Regions from separate parts of the Sus scrofa genome. Here all the other regions are linked to region 1. The links are chromatin contacts, called in public Hi-C and HiChIP or PLAC-seq maps. All regions are on one chromosome and are shown on one strand. Each heading gives the region's core, a stretch centred on a gene start, on an enhancer-like site or on the middle of the called end of the contact. The rest is flanking DNA. Distances are from core to core; before and after follow the strand shown. Region 1 holds the start of LIN54 (protein lin-54 homolog). Region 2 holds the start of MRPS18C (28S ribosomal protein S18c, mitochondrial). Region 3 holds the start of HNRNPDL (heterogeneous nuclear ribonucleoprotein D-like).

Evidence for each region. A called contact is a pair of places that touch in the nucleus more often than the background predicts. HiChIP or PLAC-seq counts read pairs in DNA pulled down with a chosen protein or histone mark.
Region 2: a contact with region 1 is called in an H3K27ac HiChIP or PLAC-seq map of alveolar macrophages. The contact joins the promoter of MRPS18C here to the promoter of LIN54 in region 1. A contact is called at or near these places in 2 of 47 Hi-C or Micro-C datasets (heart right ventricle and skeletal muscle) and 1 of 2 datasets of contacts at active chromatin or transcription factors (alveolar macrophages).
Region 3: a contact with region 1 is called in a Hi-C map of liver, with 5 times the contacts expected there. The contact joins the promoter of HNRNPDL here to the promoter of LIN54 in region 1. A contact is called at or near these places in 4 of 47 Hi-C or Micro-C datasets (fibroblasts, heart right ventricle, liver and 1 more).

The regions. Positions count from the first base shown.
Region 1 is chr8:135,329,576-135,332,275 of Sscrofa11.1, reverse strand. LIN54 (protein lin-54 homolog) reads right to left here and starts at 1,408. Exons shown (of 13, transcript XM_021101867.1): 1 at 1,199-1,408.
Region 2 is chr8:135,025,340-135,028,039 of Sscrofa11.1, reverse strand. MRPS18C (28S ribosomal protein S18c, mitochondrial) reads left to right here and starts at 1,321. Exons shown (of 7, transcript XM_003129356.5): 1 at 1,321-1,638; 2 at 1,933-2,096. The coding sequence starts at 1,997. It overlaps HELQ (helicase POLQ-like), which reads right to left and starts at 1,922. Exons shown (of 17, transcript XM_013989417.2): 1 at 1,389-1,922; 2 at 1-315. The coding sequence starts at 1,571.
Region 3 is chr8:135,801,114-135,803,813 of Sscrofa11.1, reverse strand. It overlaps HNRNPDL (heterogeneous nuclear ribonucleoprotein D-like), which reads right to left and starts at 1,284. Exons shown (of 9, transcript XR_002346906.1): 1 at 52-1,284. ENOPH1 (enolase-phosphatase 1) reads left to right here and starts at 1,481. Exons shown (of 6, transcript NM_001243830.1): 1 at 1,481-1,741. The coding sequence starts at 1,658.

The DNA of each region.
Region 1 (2,700 bases), core at 159-2,658:
ATTGAAAAAAAAAAAAATCTGCCGCTGACATTCATTTGATACAGTGAAAATAAGCAGCTTGCTTTAGAATAAGACCCCGGAGTTACCTACCCAGCCCCATCAGCTCCACCATTGTGCAGTTTAATGAATAACGAAAAGAAAATACAGATTATTTTAATTATCAAAGACATAACAAGAAAACCTAAGCTGCAAGCTTCTGACGGGATCAGAATTAAAAAAAAAAAAAACACGTAAATTAGCTGCCTTTATTGATTTCAGGTTTGATAACCACCCATCCAAAAGCTGGATTCTATACCTACCATTCGACTACAGCATAAGACCTGTCTGAAATGAGCAAACGGAATGTACAGATTTCGAACAGAGCCACTCGACTGTCTTTCTTCAAAGTTAGTTTAAGAAGAGAGAGTAAGAAACTGAAAAAGCCATTTCACTTCCTTACCTTGCTTGAATGACAATTCCACATAAAAGACGGCAGCTTCAGGCTTAAACAAGTGCTATCTATCAATCGGCCCAGTCGTCGTTTCTCTATGCAGCCTGCTAGACGCCAGGAGTATCGAGCCTGCCCAGCTTCTTCATCTTTAAACTTTATTTCCCCTCCGCCAGCCCCATCCATCCGCACTCTGCTTGGTGTTTACCGTTGCTTGGCCAGGCTAAGCCCTGGCCCGCTCCCTTCCCCGTGCACCTCGGGAACATTATGACATTTGGCTGGTGGGCTTCGCGAGGAAAACGGACACACACGAAGACACCATACAAAGGGGCGTAGGAAGAACCGGGCGGCGGGCAGTAGGGAAAGGAAGGGCTGCTACGAAATGACACAGCAGCAAAACCGGTTCCCAGAAACCCGGGGCCGACACGGCGGCTCCTCGGGCCGCGCCGTGTGCGTGTCAACAGCCACGGGAGCCCTCCCTCCAGACCGCCCAGAAGGACAGGCTGCCGGCGGAGCGGCGGCCCAGCCGGGTGACAGCCGCCCTCCCGAGGGCCGGCGGGAAGGGCCCGAGCCGGGAGGCTCCTCCCGCCCCCTGCGGCCCGGGGATGGGGCGCGGCGGCCCCCAGACTGCAGGTTCCCGCTCTCCGCCACGACCCACTAGCCGGGCTCCCGGAGAGGGCGGTCCGGCGCCCTCCGCCCGCGCCTCCACCCGCAGCGCCCCCTTTCCCGCCGGCCCGCCCAGAAGCCCCCACCCCGGGGGCTGACACTCACCAAAGCCGGCGGCGCCGCCGCCTCCTCCTCGCGCCGCGCTCCCTGGGCTCCCAGCAGCCGCGGCGGCGGCGGCGCCTCCGAGACACAGACCCGGGTTTGTTCAAAATCACGCGCCCAGCGCCATTCCACCGCCGCATCCCATAATACGCCGGGCCCTCCCCGCCCGCGCGCCCCTCTCCGCCCGCCCCTCCGCTCCGCCCGCCCCGCCTCCCGGCCGGCTTCCTTCGCCCCGCCCCTTCCGCGGCGCCTTGCCCCGCCCCTTGGCAACCCGAGCGAGCGTCATCCCGCAAGGCGCCGGCAGGACGCTCCTGCTCCACGTGACCCGGAGTGGGCGCCCGGTCCAAGCTTTCGCACGGAATGTTCCATCCGGCTGAGACTGGGAGGGGGAAGAGCGGGATCGCGCCTGCAGTTGGGAGGTTGGAAGGGACCGCGCTACCGTCTCGCTTTCCTTGTTAGGAAGTCTCTGCTGTGGGTGCAGTTTCCAGCATCTTGCCGCTGTTTGATGTACTTGGGTGGGGAGTGATCAGTAATCACAGATGCCAAATCTTTTCGTTTTTTAGGCCCTAATGTTGCAGGGGTCGCTGAAAAGCCCGTGGGAGACCATGCAGAGTTAAACTTATTTTCAAAGAGACTTTCGTTTGCAGTGTACAGCCAAGACTAACACAGTCAAAATTCTTTGTATTTGATCACCATTTCCTTTTCTTTTTCCCGCTATTCTTTTTGTAAGGTGAGAAAAGATAACCCAAATTTGGAGTAGGATAAGCAGGCACTGAGAGATTCAGATAATAACTGCTCTGTATGAGACAAAAACTACAGAGGAAACAATAGAGAATGCATAATATAAAATGATGTGGTACAGTCTGTAATTGCTAATGGAGCAGGGAGGACATGCAGGTCAACGTGAGTGACTGTAGCCTGGGAACACAATGGAGGAAGTGAGACTTGCTGTAGCAGAGGCAGCAATCACTTTGTTTTAGTTTTTTTAAAATTGTAGTTGATTTACAATGTCCTGTCAATTTCTGCTGTACAGCGAAGTGACCCAGTTATACATTTATATATATATACACGTTCTTTTTCTCACATTATCCTCCATCATGTTTCATCACAAGTGACTGGATATAGTTCCCAGTGCTATACAGCAGAGTCTCATTGCTTATCCACTCCAAATGCAATAGTTTGCATCTACTAACTCCAGACTCCCAGTTCATCCCACTCCCACCCCTCACCCTTGGCAACCACAAGTCTATTCTCCACATCCTTGAGGTTTTTCTATAGATAGGTTCACTTGTGCTGTATTTTAGATTCCACGTGTAAGTGACATTATATGGTATTTGTCTTTCTGACTTACTTCACTTAGGATGAGTCTCTAGTTGTACCCATGTTGCTGCAAAGGACATTATTTTGTTCTTTTTTATGGCTGAGCAGGAGTCCATTGTGTAAATGTACCACACCTTCTGAATCCATCCATTTGTCTTGTGTATATGTACCACATCCCTTTGGGT
Region 2 (2,700 bases), core at 72-2,571, 300 kb after region 1:
AAAGAATAACATCTGTGAAGAAGGTACATCATACAAAAGATCAGCTTCAGGTTCAGTAGCGACATCTTCATGCCCACTCTGGTTCTTTGTGTGCTCCTCTGTTTTTACTCCAGTGAAGTCGCCTACAGTGTTACTGCTGAGGATGCTGTGTTTAATGCTTTCTGAACAAAGATCTTCAGGGGCATGATCTGTAGCATGCTCCTCTTGTTCTGGAATTTGCATATATTTTTGTTCCAGGTCATCAACTTGAGCTAAAAAAGAGTTTTCAGCAAAACTATCATAGTCACCAAACATGTCCTCTTCACTGTCAATATTCTGGAAAGAAAACAAAAGATCTGTGGTCAATTCTAGCTTCATGAATAGGTTTCCGGAGGAGTTCCCATCGTGGCTCAGTGGTTAACGAATCCGATTAGGAACCATGAGGTTGCGGTTTTGATCCCTGGCCTTGCTCAGTGGGTTAAGGATCCAGCATTGCCGTGAGCTGTGGTGTAGGTAAGCAGACTCGGCTCGGATCCCGCGTTGCTGTGGCTCTGGCATAAGCCTGTGGCTACAGCTCCGATTTGACCTCTAGCTCTGATTTGAACCTCCATATGCCGTGGGAGCGGCCAGAGAAATAGTAAAAAGACAAAGAAAAAAAAAAAAAAAAAAGGTTTCGGGAGTTCCTGATATGGCGCAGATGGGTTACCAATCCGACTGCAGCACTCTGGGTGCTGCGGAGGCATGGGTTCCATCCCCAGCCAGGACCACTGGGTTAAAGGATCTGACATTGTCACAACTGCGGCTTTGATTCAGTCCCTGGCCCAGGAACTTCCATATGCCGTGCGTGCAACCATTAAAAAAAAAAAAAGAATAAAAATTTCAGCCAAGGGCTCTCTCAGATACATCGTTACATGGTTATATATGTATCACAGACCAAAATGTAAATCATCCTCTTAAATAGAAACTATCATTCCCATTTTACAAATGAAGAAACGGGGGCGGAGAAAGGTTAAGTGGCATAAACTTGAAAGGCTAGGTTTGCATTTCAGTCATGCCACATGCATTTCAGCATGCCACACTTGCTGTGCGTACAACTTGTATGTCTTGAGGTCTATGTTTTATTTACATGTATATATAAAAAACGGGCCAACAGTGCAATACCTCACAAGTGAGATTAACATCGATAACAAAAACGAGGTGAGCACCTGAACGCTGGCAGATAATTGGGCAGCTGGCGTTTGCACCTGGGAATGGATCTGCCAATTTTTGTTTCAAGATCCACGCCCCCTGCAGCTGGTCGCCTACTCTTCCATTGAGCATGCGCACTGGGAGACCTGGTGTCTCCTCATCCCAAGGGTGGGAAATGGAACAAGAAACTCAGAGGAATTTGAGGGGTGATGGGGCTGTACCTCGACTGGCTGCACGTCCACGGTTTTCCGCCGCCGGCTCCCAGCCACCATTTCCTCCTCTTCCTTCTCATCACCGGGCTTAAGCTCGGCTGCGGTGGGGGCGGCCAAAACGCTCTCTGTGCTAAATCGGTTCCTTTTGCGGACAGACACCCGCCGGCGGATACGGGAACCGCCATCATCCATGGCAGGGGCTGAGGGCCCTCCCCGAACGTCGTCTCCAGTGACCCAGCCGCCAAACCCCAGTAGAAGGGTGAGTGCAGCAACAGGGGAAAGGTAGCAGCAGGTGGAAACGGGGCTCGCGTCTCCATCCACCTTTGGGAAAGACCACCAACCAATTATCGGGGCTCTGGAACCGGAAGCGGAGGCACAAGCATAAGAGCCCGCCCTCTCCTTGTCCAATCGTTAACGTCCCCAGCGGGCGGCGCGGAGTCCGGGTGGGAGTGGAGAACGGGAAGATGCTGCGCAGGCGCATCGAAAACTTCAGCTGCTCTTGGTTCTCCGCGTTCGCCTGCGGAACCTTTGAACCGAGTGCTCGGACCCACAGGGGAAGCACACCGGAAGGGGCTGGTCCGGCGCTTTGGAAAACGGAAGAGGAGGGGCAAGGGGCCATGGCGGCTGTGGTGTCTCTTTGCAGCCGGTTGGGGAGGAGAAAGTCGACAGACTTCGTGAATGCTGCTGTCTGCCTTACGGATCCCGGGACTCATGCAGGTAAAGTCTCCACATCCTAGGCTCCTTTGTAGACTTGCAGCCGTTGGCTTAGCCCTGCTTGGGTCGGTGGAGATGACACCGTTCGCTAATGGACGCCGGTGTCTAGGCCTTAGGTTTCTCCAAGGTAAGTGGGAATCTGTCATGGCCTGTCACTAGTTTTTTAAGACTGAAGAGGACGTCCAGTACAACAGTGATGGGGGGGTTCTCAAAAGGAGGCAGGGACATGCTTACGATCTTCGGGTAGAACTTGATAGGAAGCATCTTCACAGTAACCCCGCAGCAAATTCGATATCCGAGGTCCCAAATCAGGGCGAAATTGTGACATGGGCCCTGGAATCTACCATTTATGCACTTTAATCTACTTTGTGCTTCTCTGCCAAAACCTACTCTCTGTAAGGAGTCTGTTTTCATTTTTCCTTTGCATTAAAATCTGTCTCTACTCCATGAGAGAGAGGAAATAAATTTCAGGAAGAGAACAGGTAAGAGATTGTATGGTGGGGATACATACGCCCTTTCCCCAATGCCCCAGAAACCACACAAAGTCCACTCTGCCTCAAATCTAAAGGCTTTTTTTTTTAAACTTATATTTAACCTTGTTAGTGTA
Region 3 (2,700 bases), core at 35-2,534, 470 kb before region 1:
GACGAAGGGCGCGCGCGGGGCGCTGGGGGAGGGGGGAGACGCGTGCGGTACCCGTCATCCTGCTGATTTTTGCTCGCGTTGATCTTGGACCCCTCTGCGAACTCCTCTATGTTGCTGTACTCGTTCATGTCCTCCATGGCGGCGGGGTTGTCGGCCGGAGGGTGCGGGCGCGCAGTCCGAGTCGCGGCAGCGGCGGCGGCGGAGCGTTGTATGGAACTGGATTTAAAATGGCGGCGGAAGAGATCCGGGCGCCGCCTGCGCCCTCCCTTTATAGCCGCCACGCCGGCCAATCGCGAGGGCTGCTGTGCGGTGACGTGGCGCTGGGCCCGGCGCGCCCCCTGCCGGGCGGAGCTGGGAGCGAGCGAAGGGAGGAGCGGAGCGAGCTGCCGCGGCGCCCGCGGCCGCCAATGGGAGAGGCTGCGGGAGGCTAAAGTAGCGGGAGCGGAGGGGAACAATGGCGGCGGCACTTGGGAAAGCCGGGGCGGGACCTCCATCGCGGCCCTCCCGCGGAGGAGTGAGGTCGCGGCCGAGGGGAGGCGGGCTTGGGGAGAGGGATGCGTCAGAAGAGAAAAACGACGGGGCGAGAAGTCCTGGGGTCACGAATCCCGAGCAGCGCCGTCCCAGGGCCACAGTCCCTCTTGCCTTGAGAGCCTTTGTCTCTGGCGTCCGGTCCAGCCCACTCCCAGCAAAGAGCCGCCAACCCCGCCTCTTTCCGCCCTCGGATCCCCAGTGCCGAGCTGCTGCTGCGGCTGCCGCTGCTATCAATGAGCCCCGTGGGCGCGCTGCTCCGGGAAGAGGCGGACTGCGCCCGGCGCCCGCAGCCGAGGTGGCGAGCGCGCCCGCCCGTCCGCCGCGCGCACGCGTGTTGTCCTCGAGCTGCCTGGACCCAGCCGACCAGGGAGCGGGCGCGCGGCGGCCCCTCCGGGCAGCGGCGCAGGACGGGCGCCTCTCCGCTCCGCCACGGGCGCGCGGGCCGAGGGGGCGCGGCGGGCCTCCCTGGCCGATCGCAGGCCCACGCCGCTCGGCTGGCCGGGACCCAAACGGCCTCTGTTGCTGGCTGAGGATGGGAGGAGGGGCGCGGGCCCGGTCGGATTACTGTCAATACGCAAACGCGGAGGCAGTGGGCGGGGAGGGAGGGTAGGTGCCGTAGAGGGCAAGGGGCACTCACATCCCCGGCGCGCCACTCGCGGGGCTCCCGTCTGCACGTGCCCCGGGCCTCTCCCGCTCGCTCTACCAGTCTGCGGAGGGCGCGCGCCCGCGCACCCGGCTCCCGCGTTCGCCTCTTTGTTCCCGCCCACGCGAGGCCCATCTTGACGGATCGGGTGCGAGGCCCTCTAGCGGCCAATCGGCATCGGCGCCAGGGCCTCTCCCCGCCCCCTCGGGGCCCCGGAGGACCGCCCCTTTCCCTACCCACGTGGTCTCGGCCTCCGGCCCCGGATCGCTCCCGAGTTCTGGGCGCCCGTCCTGCGGGTTTCTCTGCTTCCTTGGCCGCGGAGGGGTCCTCTCCGCCTCGTGCGTCGGCAGGGCGCGGTTGCCCGCTCTGGGGTCCTTGCGGGACTGTCGGAAGCTTCGCCCGCTGCTGCCGCCGCCGCCGCCGGCGCCGCCCGCCGCCCTCCCCACCAGTAGGCCGATTCCCGTGGTATCATCCGGTAGGGAAATGGTCGTGCTTTCGGTGCCCGCCGAAGTCACTGTGATCCTGTTAGATATCGAAGGTACCACAACCCCGATTGCTTTCGTGAAGGTGAGGGGCGGAAGGGAGCGGGGAAGTTACTTGTGCTTTCAAACAATGAAGTATTTTAAAGTGTTGCAGACCTCGCCCTGGAGACCGGAGGCGTGGGAGAGACGGTGTGGCTTTGCACCCGCTCTGGGGTGGGAGGACGTAGTCTGCGGCGGGTTGCAGGGATGCTGTGCCTCACCGCCTTGTCTTAACCTTCCCGGGTCCTCGCCTTCCGCTAGAGGCAGGTGGTTGGGGAAGAGATGGAGATGGTGGTGAAGAGGGGACGGAGGAGGGCAGTGTGGCCCCCCCACAGGTGTGCGCCCAGTCGCCCGACAGGTGTGCGCCCGCCTTGTGCCGGGTTGAACCTGGCGAGGTGGTGGCCGCTGTCTAGCTGTCCTTGAGGCTTCTAGTCCCACGCTTCTAGACTGAAGTGTGACTTTTCGGGTAGCCCAGGTATCTTAAAGCAGTAATGGTTGATCTTTGCCGTTTCCCACTCCTGCTTTTAGTGGCCGAACTGCACACTGTGCGTTGCTGGATTAGGCTAGCAAACATGTCTAGATTCCGTTCATTTTCTTCAAAAATGGAAGCCTAAAGTTCTTAGCCAATACCTTCCTCCTAGAATGTCAGTGGTAACCAACCCTTGTCTACACCCAGTTCATAAACCTGTAACTTTGCTTTTTTTTTTTTTTGTCTTTTTGCCATTTCTAGGGCCGCTCCTGCGGCATATGGAGGTTCCCAGGCCTAGGGGTCGAATTGGAGCTGTAGCCGCCGGCCTACACCACAGCCACAGCAACGCGGGATCCGAGCCGCCTCTGCAACCTACACCACAGCTCATGGCAACGCCGGATCCTTAACCCGCTGAGCAAAGGCAGGGAGCGAACCCGCAACCTCATGGTTCCTAGTCGGATTCGTTAACCACTGTGCCACCACGGGAACTCCCTAACTTTGCTTTAAAGCACGTTCCTTTTTAAATATGTTGTATT